Regions from separate parts of the Mus musculus genome. Here all the other regions are linked to region 1. A link is a contact called in public HiCAR-type and promoter capture Hi-C data. All regions are on one chromosome and are shown on one strand. The core of a region is the stretch at or near the end of the contact, and the rest is flanking DNA. Distances in the headings are between cores, read along the strand shown.

Region 1 (2,832 bases), core at 85-2,584:
ATTGTAGCAGGGAAATAAGGGATGAGAAGGTGGGGACCACAATACACTTTAATTTTCTCAAGACGTGGGATTCTCAGGACAGGGCAGCTCGAGTGGATAGAACCGGCAGGGTAGTTGTGTTCTGTTCAAATAACAGGGGATAATGAGTGTGTTCTGGGGATAAAGGGGCTAAAAAATTGATAATGGGGGTGGGGGTGGGGGTGGGGGAGCTGACTGAGTCTGGGCCTGGCTGAGGTCCAGTGCACAAGGGCAGGAGTTAACCTTGAGAAAGAGTAAGGCTACTTTTTGTGTTGGGCAAGGGAGACTAGGGGAAGATGAAGGAAAGCTACAGGGCAGGCATAATAATGAGTGAAGGGACTTAAATGTGAGGGGGGAATGGGAAAGGCTAGGAAAGCCCAGTTTCTGAAGCCAGTACAGATAAGCACCACAGTTTCCATTCCTTCCTTTTAGATTTATTGAATGCTCTATACCCTACCTGTGCTAAACATTACTGGGCCCTATGGTCTGTAAAGATACAAGTTCTCGGGTTTGTTAGGTTAGCACTCGTTTGAGATTTCGTTCTTCATCTTTGTGGAAGACTTTAAGTAGAACGCACAAATGAATTAGAAAGGTCCTTTGTTGGACCAGATAAACTGGGTTGGAGCTTAAAGCACCCGTGACGATATCATCGCCGTTTGAAATAAAAACGGAAGAGAGTCCGAAATGGGAGAAAGCTACACTAAAGGAGGAGACCGAAGTGAGTAAAGTGAGGCTGTAAGTCTTCAGGCTGGCAGATGGGACCTCCCTGTTCACTTCAGAGAGCAGTGAAAACGCACGGACAGCTCTTCGGTTTAAGCACTATTTAGTTCAGCTTCTCCGCTAAGTGTCTCTACGGCGGCCGAAGAGGACCAAACTTTGCCCAAACCACGTCATCTAAAGTACCTCTGCAACTGCCCAGGTAGCAAACTGACATCGGGTCAGCAACACCTTCGCCCGCAATTTATTGATGATAGGCGGGGAGAATTAGCTCTACTCTTTTGCAATTGGTCACAGGAGAATGCGAGTCCCGCCTTCTGCGCTGCCACCGTTGATTGGTTTTTTGGAACTGTCATTCGAGGACTCTCCGCCCCCTCATCATAGCTCCTCCCCTTAATATGGCCCCTCCTCTTGGTGACCCCGCCTTCTACACCGAATCTAACAGGCTGACGGAGCTGCCATTCGAAGAGCCTCCGTCCCGCCCTCTCCTCCCCGGCATGGCCTCGCCCCTTACCGTGGCTGGGATCTCGCGGGAAGAGCCGCGGGCACGGCGGCGGCTCGGCTCCCCAGTAGCGCGCCGAGCGGGCGGGCTCTCCTCACACGAGCGCTTCCTCGCCGAGAGGCTGGAGCTGCGGCAGCGCAGGCCTGGGCCGCCGTGTCTCTGCCGCTCGCTTCAGTTTTCCTCAGGGCTCTGGGGGCCGCTCGTCCGCCGACGCGCCTCAGGTGAGGGAGCTCGTCGTGTCGTGGCTGAGGGGCGGCCGTGGCAAGTGGGCTCGCGACGGGGGCGGCTCCCGGGGATGCGCGGCGTTCCGAGTGCGGGGATCTTGGGTGACGCGGCGGGGGCTGGGGTCTCGGGGCTTCTTTGGCTTTGGAGTGGGGGTGGGTGGCTGCCCAGGCGGTCCCGGGTCTCTAGGGTCGCGGGAGCGCGTCCTGTGTCCTGCCTGAGAGCCCGGGTGCTGGCATAGCGCGGTTCTGGGACTTGGAGACCATTTCTGGCGATCCCGTGCAGTTGAGGGGCTTGGGATACAGTTTAGCCTTGTCCGGAGGGCACGGGGAGACCTATGAGCGGAGAGGGGTCCGCTTGGCATTCCTGGGGTAAAGCAGGAGGATGTCAGGGTTCCAGAGACTTGGGTTTGTTTAAGGTCGCCATGGGGTGATAAGACGATGCCCGTGTCCCTCCCGGGAAGGAACGGACTGGGTGGGTGTGGGTGGGGGCGGGAAGCGTGCATGGGGAGACCAACATTTGTATTGGGGTTTCTGCTTCGCCCAGAGGGGGGCGGTAACTGTGCGTGATGGTCCCCATTCTTTTTCGGGGCGACAAGGAGGGTGATTTTGCCGTGTGGGCGCGGCTCAGCGGTCTCTGGGTCTCCAGGGGTGCCAGACCCGGTTTCAGGAGCCACCCCATGGCACTGCTTGTGGCTTTCGGTATCTGACGGTCTCGATCTGGTCTCTCTCTCTTTCTCGATGAGATTTAACTCAGTGCTTCTTCGTTGGACGCTTGATCGGGGCAGTTGCCTAGTTGGAGACACAGTGGGCTTGTTCTGCAGTTTTCTTTTCTTTGCCCCAGGATACCTTTGGGGACGCGCTGGTGTCGCCGGAGCTCTGATCTCCGGAGGAGAGGAGAGGAGCGATACCAGACTTGAGCATGTTGTCTGGAATACCTGACTGTTGAGTGAGGGTTTAGATCTGAGGGTAGGGCGGCTGTGCGATTTGGGCTTTCTGTTTTAGGTAGTGTTTGATGGTCTTGCATGGTTAAATCTGTCCTGAATTTGCCTGGGTGTTAGGTAGTGCCAAGAAGCATCCTTTCTAAAGGTTTTGTGGAAGAGGGGTAATTAAAAACAAAAGTGTAGCATATTATGTATGTATGTCTCAAGTCCAGATTTCTACAAAAGCGTCATTGGCAACCTGTTAATGATGCCCTATTGAGCTTCTTTAGAGAATTCTGGTACATCAGTTTTTACCGTGGTTTGAATCTTACAGAGTTCTTGAAGACTCTGCCAGACTTAGGTGGAACTTAAAATGACTTATAGGTATCTGCCTGTGAGTGGTTTAAAAACGTGTGTCAGAATGTCTGTACATTTGCCTGAGAATTCTCCT
Region 2 (2,732 bases), core at 66-2,565, 2.6 Mb before region 1:
TCTATATTAAAAATCTCTTCTAATAAAGTCTGATTGTCTCACATATTGGTTCATCCTGAAATGTTTTGCTGCAGCAAAGTCAAGAATCAGTTTTTCTCCGAATCCAGGTCCCTAATAGATAAGGGAACTCCTCAGACTTGCTGGTGGCTGTCTGGAAGAACATCTCGTCCCTGCTGACAATCCTCCTTCCAACTTTGGAAAGACCTTAAGGACAACCCTGAGCTTATTCAGATAATAAAAAAATAACATCTCTGCTTAAGGTCAGTTGATTAGCAATTTGAATTCCATCTGTAGGCTGAATGACAAACATCTGTTTCCCAGGAATTATTAGATGACTATGCCTCTGTGTGGACGGAGGTGGAGGTGGGAAGGGGCAGAGGAGGACAGCAGGGCCAGCCTGAGCTATATTCTGGGGTACAGAGGGGGAGTGAAACCACCTCAAACAACAAGAACAAAATTATTAGGAGATGCTGTGGCAAATTTCTTGAGTCTTAACACTGATATTTGCTAACATGGGAATTGCCATTCTTCTTGTGTTAAAATTTATTTAATCGGGCTTAGCTCGAAGGCCAGAAAATAGGACTCAAGATCTTGAATCTTTATGAGAAAGGGTGGGCGAAGTTCTCTTAATGACATCTGGAGATAGTGCAATAGATTTGTGGAGAGATTGAGTGGGTGAGGAGTGCCTATCCTTAACTGAAGCTGAGGGTATAAAATTCCAGCAAAAGGAATCAAGTAACAAACTTTCTCCAAGGCTAAGAAAAACCAAAGAGTTCAATAGGTCTCCATGAAGATCAGATACTACTGAATTGACAAGATTGATTAGTGTAGTCTTCATAGGTAAAGGCTACCTGTGGTTCAATCCAAGAGCAGATATAACAAGGTTATTCTATTATTCAATATGAGCTAAAGAATACAATCAATATGAGTTAAAAGTATGAAGAAAAGGGAGCAGGTTCCACCGAGATTTGAACTCGGATCGCTGGATTCAGAGTCCAGAGTGCTAACCATTACACCATGGAACCAGCACGGAGGCAGCAGTGCCTTCGGGTCTCTAATGCTGACAAAACTCCGCCCCCAACCGGAAGCCAGATACTAAAAGATTTACACTTCGCTTCTCTGAATGATTGGGGAGAAGAACAAGCCAAAGGCTCCAAGGACCATTTTAGGATTGTTTTTCCTGTATGCCTTCCCAAAGCCGGGTGAGAATGTGGTGTCCACTCCTGCGCATTCCACCCTGCCTAGCTTATGGGCGGGGTGCCATCTCTCCGGAAGTACTTTCTGCGAGGGGCTGGGGCCTTCCGGAAGTGACGCATACAGGGCGGGGCTCGTCACCGGGTCCGGCAGCTGAAGCTCCTCGCTCGCTCGGGTTACCCCTGCAGCGACGCCCCCTGGTCCCGCCGCCGTTGCCACCGCCGCTCCCGCCCCTCAGCTCCTCGGCCGCGCCATGGGCACCCGCGACGACGAGTACGACTACCTCTTTAAAGGTGAGGCCGTGGGCCAGCGAGAGCCCATTTGGGGCCCGAGACACTCCCGGGGGACCCGCGCAGGGCCAGCCCTGCCCTGGTCGGAGTCCGCCTCGGCGCTTCCTTCCTGCCGCCCCGTCGGGGGTCCCGCCGCTCGTCCGGGTTCCCGCGCCCTTGGGAGGCCTGACGAGCCGCGGCGCCCCTCTCTGTATGTCCTCCCCGATGGCTGCGTCCCTCACGGCCGTGCAGTTCCTTCCCTGGGCGTCTCGAGCCCCTCCTCTTGGATGCTGCTGCTCGTCTCACGTCCCCCCTCTGACAGGCCCCTGCCTGGGCTGAGCACCCATATCGGGACACCCACTGGCTCGGGGGGCGGGGGTGTTGCTTTTTCTCTTTTCTGTTCGTTTCCCTTTTCTTCCCTTCCCTCCTCGTGAGCCTTTTCCTGGGCTTCGGCCAGATTCGCCCGTCCCCGGGCCCCCACCCCCATCCCCGCAGACCTCGAGGTCAGTACCCGCGGACTGTCCCCTCCCTCCCCACAGACGGGCAACTAATGTTTAGCACTCCGGAGCGACCTGGCTGGTGGGAGGGAGAGAAGGGGAGGGCAAGAGGGGCTGTCCATCACTCCTGGCGTTCATGCACTTGTCGCAGTGTCCAGGCAAGCAGATGACTTCCCACCTCGCGTTTTTCTTTTTTTTTTTTTTTCCCCCCCTTTTCATCTCTGTCCCTGCCTAGCTACAACCAGACCGGGATAACTCCTTTTACTTGGCTTTCGAGAAGGGGCTGCGGATGGGTGGTGGCTGTTATCCCTGCCAGACCTGAAGGCCCAGTTCCCGAACAGGAAAGGTTGTGCGCTGCACAAATACTAGCGAGCTTATCACTGTGGACTGGTTGCTTCCTGCTGCAATACTGGGAGGATCCGACAGGAAGGGAAGAACCCTGGTTGGTCACATACCTTTCCCAAACAGTGAGAGAGGGTTATAGTGCTAGCGTGCCCTTTTAGTGAAATCAAGAATTTATTACAGGATGGGGGGAAATGTGGAGCCGGTGGACAGAACAGGGAAGAATGTAAATAGAGACTTGCTTATGGGTTGAGTCCGCGAAGAAGCTGAAGTGAAAGGATACAGTTCTCAGTGACGAGAGAGTACAGTGAACGCTTTTTTTGTTCATGAATGCGCTCTCACTTTCGTAGCCTTGCTCTGCTCCTGAATTAGAAGGGCAGCCATCAGTAATTTGTTGAACAAAGATCATTGCCAGTGAGGAAGAAGCCCT
Region 3 (2,974 bases), core at 331-2,830, 2.7 Mb before region 1:
ATCTTGTGATAATGTAATATTGTTTATTTTACTTTTGGGCTACCCTTTTCATTCATATCTAACACACTTAAAAGAACAATATACTCACAGAGTGACACAATTCCTGCCCTCCCATGTCTCTCTGGCTGGCTGACACCCACTTTCCCCTCAGATAAATACAAGCCTGTTGACTGATGCCTGTCCTGTTTTGCAAACAAGAAATAACTGTCCTATAAGACAAATAAAAACCGTCTCTACCGCTCTGAGGCCAACCATTCGTCTGAAGGAAAAGCACACTGGAGCAGCAACATCCAAGTTTCCCTTTACGTCCTGTCATTTAAAAGCACCATAAAAGAGATGTCGCTGCGACCCAATTCTAGGTCACAAGCTTTTTTGCCCCTTCTCCCCCTGCCCCCTCCTTCGTCTTTCCCCTCTAGAAAGAGATAAACTTCAAAAGGAGTGGTGATGACCAAGAATTGCGCGCGCGTGTGCACAGACACACACACACACACACACACACACACACACACACACACACACACACACACTGGTCAACTTGGACGCTGGCCGGGCTCACGTGGAACCTGAGCCCCAGCCGGGCCCCGGCATCTGGACTGAACAGCCGCGGGAAAGCAGCCCCCGCCGCGGGTTTGAAACCCAGAGCAGGTGGGATTCCGGGAAGCAACCTTACGTAACGAGCTTGTCAAAATCCCAGCTTCAGGACCTCCCCACCGTCCGCCCCCGCCCCATCACCCCAACAACAACAGCCCCAGGCCAGCACCAAATGGCCAGTCCGGAGGGACCCCCCCGGTGTCCCGCGCTCGTTCCCACACGGAGGCGCGCGAACGCCATCGACAGCATCTCGCCATCCTCCGGGACGGCCAGAGCCCCTCCTAGCAGCTGCCCGCGCCTAGCGGCCCTCCAAGTCCTATCACCCGGCTCGGCGTCCCCCTGCCAGTCACCTCCTCAGGGCCGTGACAGCTCCCTATGCCACCGATGCCCACGCCGCCGCCCCCGCCACTCACCTCCCCGCCGGCCCCCGCGCGAGCACCGGGAAGAGCCTGAGATGCAGAGTCTGATCCCCTCATGCGCGGCGGGCGGGACACGAGGGGGCTGAATGTCGCGGCGCTTGCAGCCAGCTTAGCTCATCTCCCGGCCCGGCGCTCCGCCCAGCCGTCTCAGTCAGACGGGACTCCCCCTCCCCGCGCGGTCGCCAAAGCCTCCGCCTCCTTCCTCAGCACCAGCCGCCGAACCCGCCGCGGCCGGCGCCATCTTGGGAGTGACGGTAAAGACATGGGGGCGGGGACTATGGCAACAAAAACCAATCACAGGCCGAATCTGACCCGAGGGGCAGGAATGGGCCGAGCTAGGGGGTGGGTCGTGGGGGGAGGGGACTAACAAGGGTCCCGCAAGTGGGCGGGCCGCTGGGTGGGGCTGTGGGCGGGGTGGGGCCGGGCTGGCTGGTGACGGCGAGTGTAGCTGGGGAAACGCGTCGTGGTTCCCCTTCAGGTTGGGAGATTCCGAGCCCCTGGCGAGTAAGAACAAGGCGCACTGTACCTTCCTCTTTCACAAGCATCCAGCTATGGCCAACAGACCTGCTTCTTCCTTCCCGGCACTGCTGCTTGGTGCAGTGGTCTGAGCTGAGATCCGCCCACCAAAGTCACTGGTATTCTGCAGAAAACCCCCTAAGCGGTTAGCAACCACCAGTAGCTTTCAGTCCCGAGACAGAGGTCAGGGAAAAGGGGGAATTCAGAGGGGTTCTCTGAAAAGCGCGTTGATAAAACAGCTATTGTTGATTGAAAGGGTGTCCATTACATTGATTAATTGGATATGGCCTACTTAAACTAGACTGCAGGTCTACTGTTAATGGCTATTGGCAAGATGCCTTTGAAAAATGTGGATAATAAAGGTTGATTACCTCTACAGAGTTACTCAGAAATGTAAAGTGTATGCCTAAAAAGTATTGAATAATGTTAGCTGGAATTCTATGAACAAATGAAGGAAGAAATAGGACCTTTTAAAAAAAAATTCCTCTAGGTTGAAGTTAATCTATGCAAAACAGGCTTCATCTTTATTGCCAACCGAGATTACAGTTTTATTTTATACCTCCACTCCTTCTCTTGGACTCATTCATCCAGACAATATTGTTGGAAAACCCAGCAGGGCTGACACACAACAGTCAGGGAACCAGAAAAGGTCTGCTTTGAGGGAGTTGAGGTCTAGTGGGAGAAGCTCAACAACAACAACAACAACAACAACAACCAAATATATTTAATGCTTGGAGAAGAAACATAAAAGTTCTAGGAAGAATTCTAGGTAGCAGATAACAGGGTGGTTTTTGAAACCAGAGTGATCAAGGCTGTGCCTCTCTGAAGTGCAGGAAGAAGCCAGTAATGGAAGAAAGGCCCCAGAGAATTGAGTAAAGCAAAAAGATCATGCAGAGAACCTGCAATAGGGAGGAGCTTGGCTTTTAGAACTGCGAGGAATCTGTGTTGATGAGAAATGTATTTTGCCTGGAGAAGCCTTCCATTAGATTAGAGAGGGAGTTGAGAGCTCCGTTGTATAGGGCCTAGAAATACAAGACTATCCTTAATTCTAACTGCAGGCCGAAGCCACTGAATGGCAAGTAGGGAACAAAGCAGCTGGGAACAGTGAGTGGTACTTGAAGAATGGCATCTATATTTATATTCTAGACAACATATGGACCAGAGAACCTGATTGAGAGGGTTTGTTTTTTTTTTTTTAAATCTAAGTTTGAGTCTCTTCAACACTGAGTTCACCAAATATAGTTCAAATTGTTTAAAAAATGTGTGGGCATCACATTATATTGTGTAGATAAAAATACACTAATTTCACTGAAAATTATTAAATAATACCATTGTTGATCCCCACACCCTCCCCCCCCCCTTTTTTTTTTTTTGTTTTGCTTTTCCGGGACAGGGTTTCTCTGTTCAGTCCTGGCTGTCCTGGAACTCACTCTGTAGACCAGACTGGC
Region 4 (2,966 bases), core at 243-2,742, 2.1 Mb before region 1:
CACAGTAAACCACCACTGGGTTTATCATTTCAATAGTTTTACAGCAAAAGGACAACCTGAAAATCTATCAATTTTAATGAGAAACAAACTTGGAAGCAACATTATAAAAACTGTTCATAGATACTGTTTAATGAGGACATGTTAAATTAATTCTACCCTCACCAACTTCAGCAAAGCTGGCCTGCTCATTTATCCAATGTTCCAGACCCCTTCAAATTCAGAAACGTTTTGATACTCTGAAAGACTCTTAACTGAGGATTCCACCAGCACTTAGGTCTGACCTATTTCCCATGTGCCCTTCCAGATACTATACCATCTCTTCTACTATACCCCCCTTTAAGTCGTCTCACAATAGGACAACCTATCTAGTCGGTTTAACGATGAATCTAACAGTCTCCAAATTACTGTGGTCAGAACAACCTTAATCCATCTACAGATAAACATTCGTGGTAAAACAATATACTAATTACTACTGAAAACTCGCTTAAGATTCAAAGGTCTAGATTACATCATATAAAGTAACGAAGACATGCATTTCCAGAAATTGTCTTAAAGAGGTGAAGGCAATCTTCCTGGAAAGCATAAATTCAGATATCCTTCAGCCCTTTTCTTTGAAGACAATTTCTCCGGACTGAAAGCACATGACCCGCCACGGCCTGTGCGGAGTTGTCATCGGACGATCTCGAACCCCTGACAAGTCTCTGGCATCAAAACGCTCGGCTTCCAGCAACCCTGCTTAGAACTAAGCAAAGCTTAGAACTAAGAAAAGCTAAGATCCCAAAGGTTCCTCTACCATCCACCTGGCGCTGTTGCCCACGTTGCCTCTAAGATGGCTGCCTCAGCGCCCACAACTCAGCTCCGGCCAGAAAAGGTGCTAGGTTTCCTTTCCCTCGTCTCCTCTCTGCAGATTCCATGTTCTGAACCTTCGCCCTCCTCTATAGCCGCCCCCCAGACCAGGGGGAAGCCCAGTGTAGAAGACCTCCACTCACCATGACGGGGAGAGGAGAAGGCCACGCTCCTCTCTACCCGGCTGCTCCCACAGGAAAAGGAAAGACTTGTCACTTGTACTCTATATATCCTTCCACTCGTCTTCCGCATCCTGCCCCTTATCAAAATCAAATTAGAGACACGATCTATCTTTCTGCTACATGTAAAAATTTCAAAAGGTAATATTATTGCGTGACGTGTGTTAAAATTATGTATTCATTTTTTTTAAAGTTAAAAAGAGTGATTAGAAAGGAGGGACTCTTTTTCGCGGAATAATTCGTAACTCGTCACAACTCTCGCGAGAATTATCTTTCTCCTCATCCCGCCCACCCTCATCATAACATCTCTTTTAGTCCATTTTTTCCCCCCTAACAGAAATGGGAGACTTTTGGAATAGTAAATTGAGGGGATGCTCTACTAAATTAAAGCAATGTGTTAGCGTTGAGTACAAACCGAACTTAAAGCGTGAAGTAGTTCCGGCGGGGCGGGGTCATGGCCTCTGACGTCATTGTCTGGGCGCGCAGTTCAGTTTAACTTCTTAGCAATGGACGGAGGCCACGGCGGTATGTGGTCGCGAATGAACCGCGCGGCGGAGGAGTTTTATGCTCGTCTCCGGCAGTGAGTTGTGGTTGGGGAATGGGATGGTACTTGTCCCTCCCCTGCCGGTGGTGTTTGCCACAGCTGGCTGCCGGCTTTCCTGGACCTGGGATGTGAGAGGCAGCCAGGGCTCTGCGGAGGCCTAGGCTACTGCCGGCCTCCGGAGAAAACACCCGAGCTTACCCAAGGGAGGCAAGATGGCAAAGCAGTGTACGGATTGGACTGATGTACACGCTTCTAAGTAGAGGCTCCTGGGACACAGAGAGCTAGATGTCATCGGGCCTCAAGCTCAGAAACGGACAGAATCCGCATCGACCCTCCTCGGCAGCCTCCTGATGCCGAGATGAGAGGCGTGAGCCGTGCCACAAATTCACTGTGTTCCCTCAGTGAAATTCTGTCAACTTCTACATCCTGTGTGAAAATCTAAGTCAGCGACTCACATCAGAATCACCCACAGGGTTGCCAAAATATACATTGACTGGCTCAGCCTCTGAGATTTTTGATTTCGTAGGCCTGATGTGAAGACAAAAAACTTTAATTCTAGGTGCAAGGTGTTGCTAGTTGGGTATAGCCCATTAGTCTCTAAATGCTATCATTTTTAACTGCCATTATTGCCCCTCCTGTTTACAAAAGCAGTAATAATTTTTCACTACTACAGGAAAAGAACTAATGTGCTTTTGTTTTTTAAGATAGTTTCAGAGCCCGGCGTGGTGGCGCACGCCTTTAATCCCAGCACTCGGGAGGCAGAGGCAGGCGAAGTTCGAGGCCAGCCTGGTCTAGAGAGTGAGTTCCAGGACAGCCAGAGCTATACAGAGAAACCCTGTCTCGAAAAATCAAAAAAAAAAAAAAAAAAAAAAAAAATAGTGTCTCTGTGTAACCCTGTCTGTCTTGGAACTCAATCTGTAGAGTAGGCTGGCCTGGAACTCAGAGATCCGGCCGCCTCAGCCCTCAGAGTGCTGGGGGTCAAAGGCGGGAGCCACCACTGCCCAGCTAAAACTAGTGGGTTTTAGTGGTTGGGTTTTTGTTGTTGTGTTGTGTTTGTTTTTTTTTGTTTTTTTTTTTTTTGAGACAGGGTTTCTCTGTGTAGCACTGGTTGTCCTGGAACTCACTCTGTAGACCAGGCTGGCCTTGAACTCAGAAATTCACCTGCCTCTGCCTCCCTAGTGCTACGAATAAAAGCATGAGCCACCACGCCCAACAAAACTGATGTTTTTAAAGAAGCTAATGTCTTTGAGCTCAGGAACTTGAGTTGTTTTTAACTGTTGTGGTATTTTGCCATGGTGTTAAGTACTTTATTGTTTTAAACCCAAGATCTCTGAGTTTGGACTTGTAAACATCGTGGCCCGGTGTCCAATGTGCTGTCCTTACAGGCATGTACCATT

The links. Promoter capture Hi-C pulls out the DNA fragments that hold promoters and counts their contacts. HiCAR-type assays count read pairs that join an accessible place to other places.
Region 2: a contact with region 1 is called in a HiCAR-type map of astrocytes, with 2.7 times the contacts expected there. The contact joins the promoter of Rab11a here to the promoter of Glce in region 1. A contact is called at or near these places in 1 of 39 promoter capture datasets (pre-B cells) and 1 of 115 datasets of contacts at active chromatin or transcription factors (astrocytes).
Region 3: a contact with region 1 is called in a promoter capture Hi-C map of erythroid cells, with 13 times the contacts expected there. The contact joins the promoter of Dennd4a here to the promoter of Glce in region 1. A contact is called at or near these places in 2 of 39 promoter capture datasets (erythroid cells and pre-B cells).
Region 4: a promoter capture Hi-C map of erythroid cells shows a contact between it and region 1, with 20 times the contacts expected there. The contact joins the promoter of Zwilch here to the promoter of Glce in region 1. A contact is called at or near these places in 2 of 39 promoter capture datasets (erythroid cells and pre-B cells) and 1 of 9 other capture datasets (liver).

What each region holds. Positions count from the first base shown.
Region 1 is chr9:62,121,111-62,123,942 of GRCm38.p6, reverse strand. Glce (glucuronyl C5-epimerase) reads left to right here and starts at 1,334. Exons shown (of 5, transcript NM_033320.5): 1 at 1,334-1,458. Mir5133 (microRNA 5133) reads left to right here and starts at 1,349; the gene lies at 1,349-1,425.
Region 2 is chr9:64,736,339-64,739,070 of GRCm38.p6, reverse strand. It overlaps Rab11a (RAB11A, member RAS oncogene family), which reads left to right and starts at 1,315. Exons shown (of 5, transcript NM_017382.5): 1 at 1,315-1,487. The coding sequence starts at 1,448. n-TQctg9 (a tRNA gene) reads right to left here and starts at 1,025; the gene lies at 954-1,025.
Region 3 is chr9:64,809,617-64,812,590 of GRCm38.p6, reverse strand. It overlaps Dennd4a (DENN/MADD domain containing 4A), which reads right to left and starts at 1,580. Exons shown (of 35, transcript NM_001162917.1): 1 at 1,571-1,580; 2 at 1,005-1,251. It overlaps Gm36459 (a long non-coding RNA gene), which reads left to right and starts at 1,176. Exons shown (of 3, transcript XR_379559.2): 1 at 1,176-1,264; 2 at 1,489-1,645.
Region 4 is chr9:64,171,457-64,174,422 of GRCm38.p6, reverse strand. Zwilch (zwilch kinetochore protein) reads left to right here and starts at 1,492. Exons shown (of 19, transcript NM_026507.4): 1 at 1,492-1,605. The coding sequence starts at 1,532. It overlaps Rpl4 (ribosomal protein L4), which reads right to left and starts at 1,036. Exons shown (of 10, transcript NM_024212.4): 1 at 990-1,036. The coding sequence starts at 992.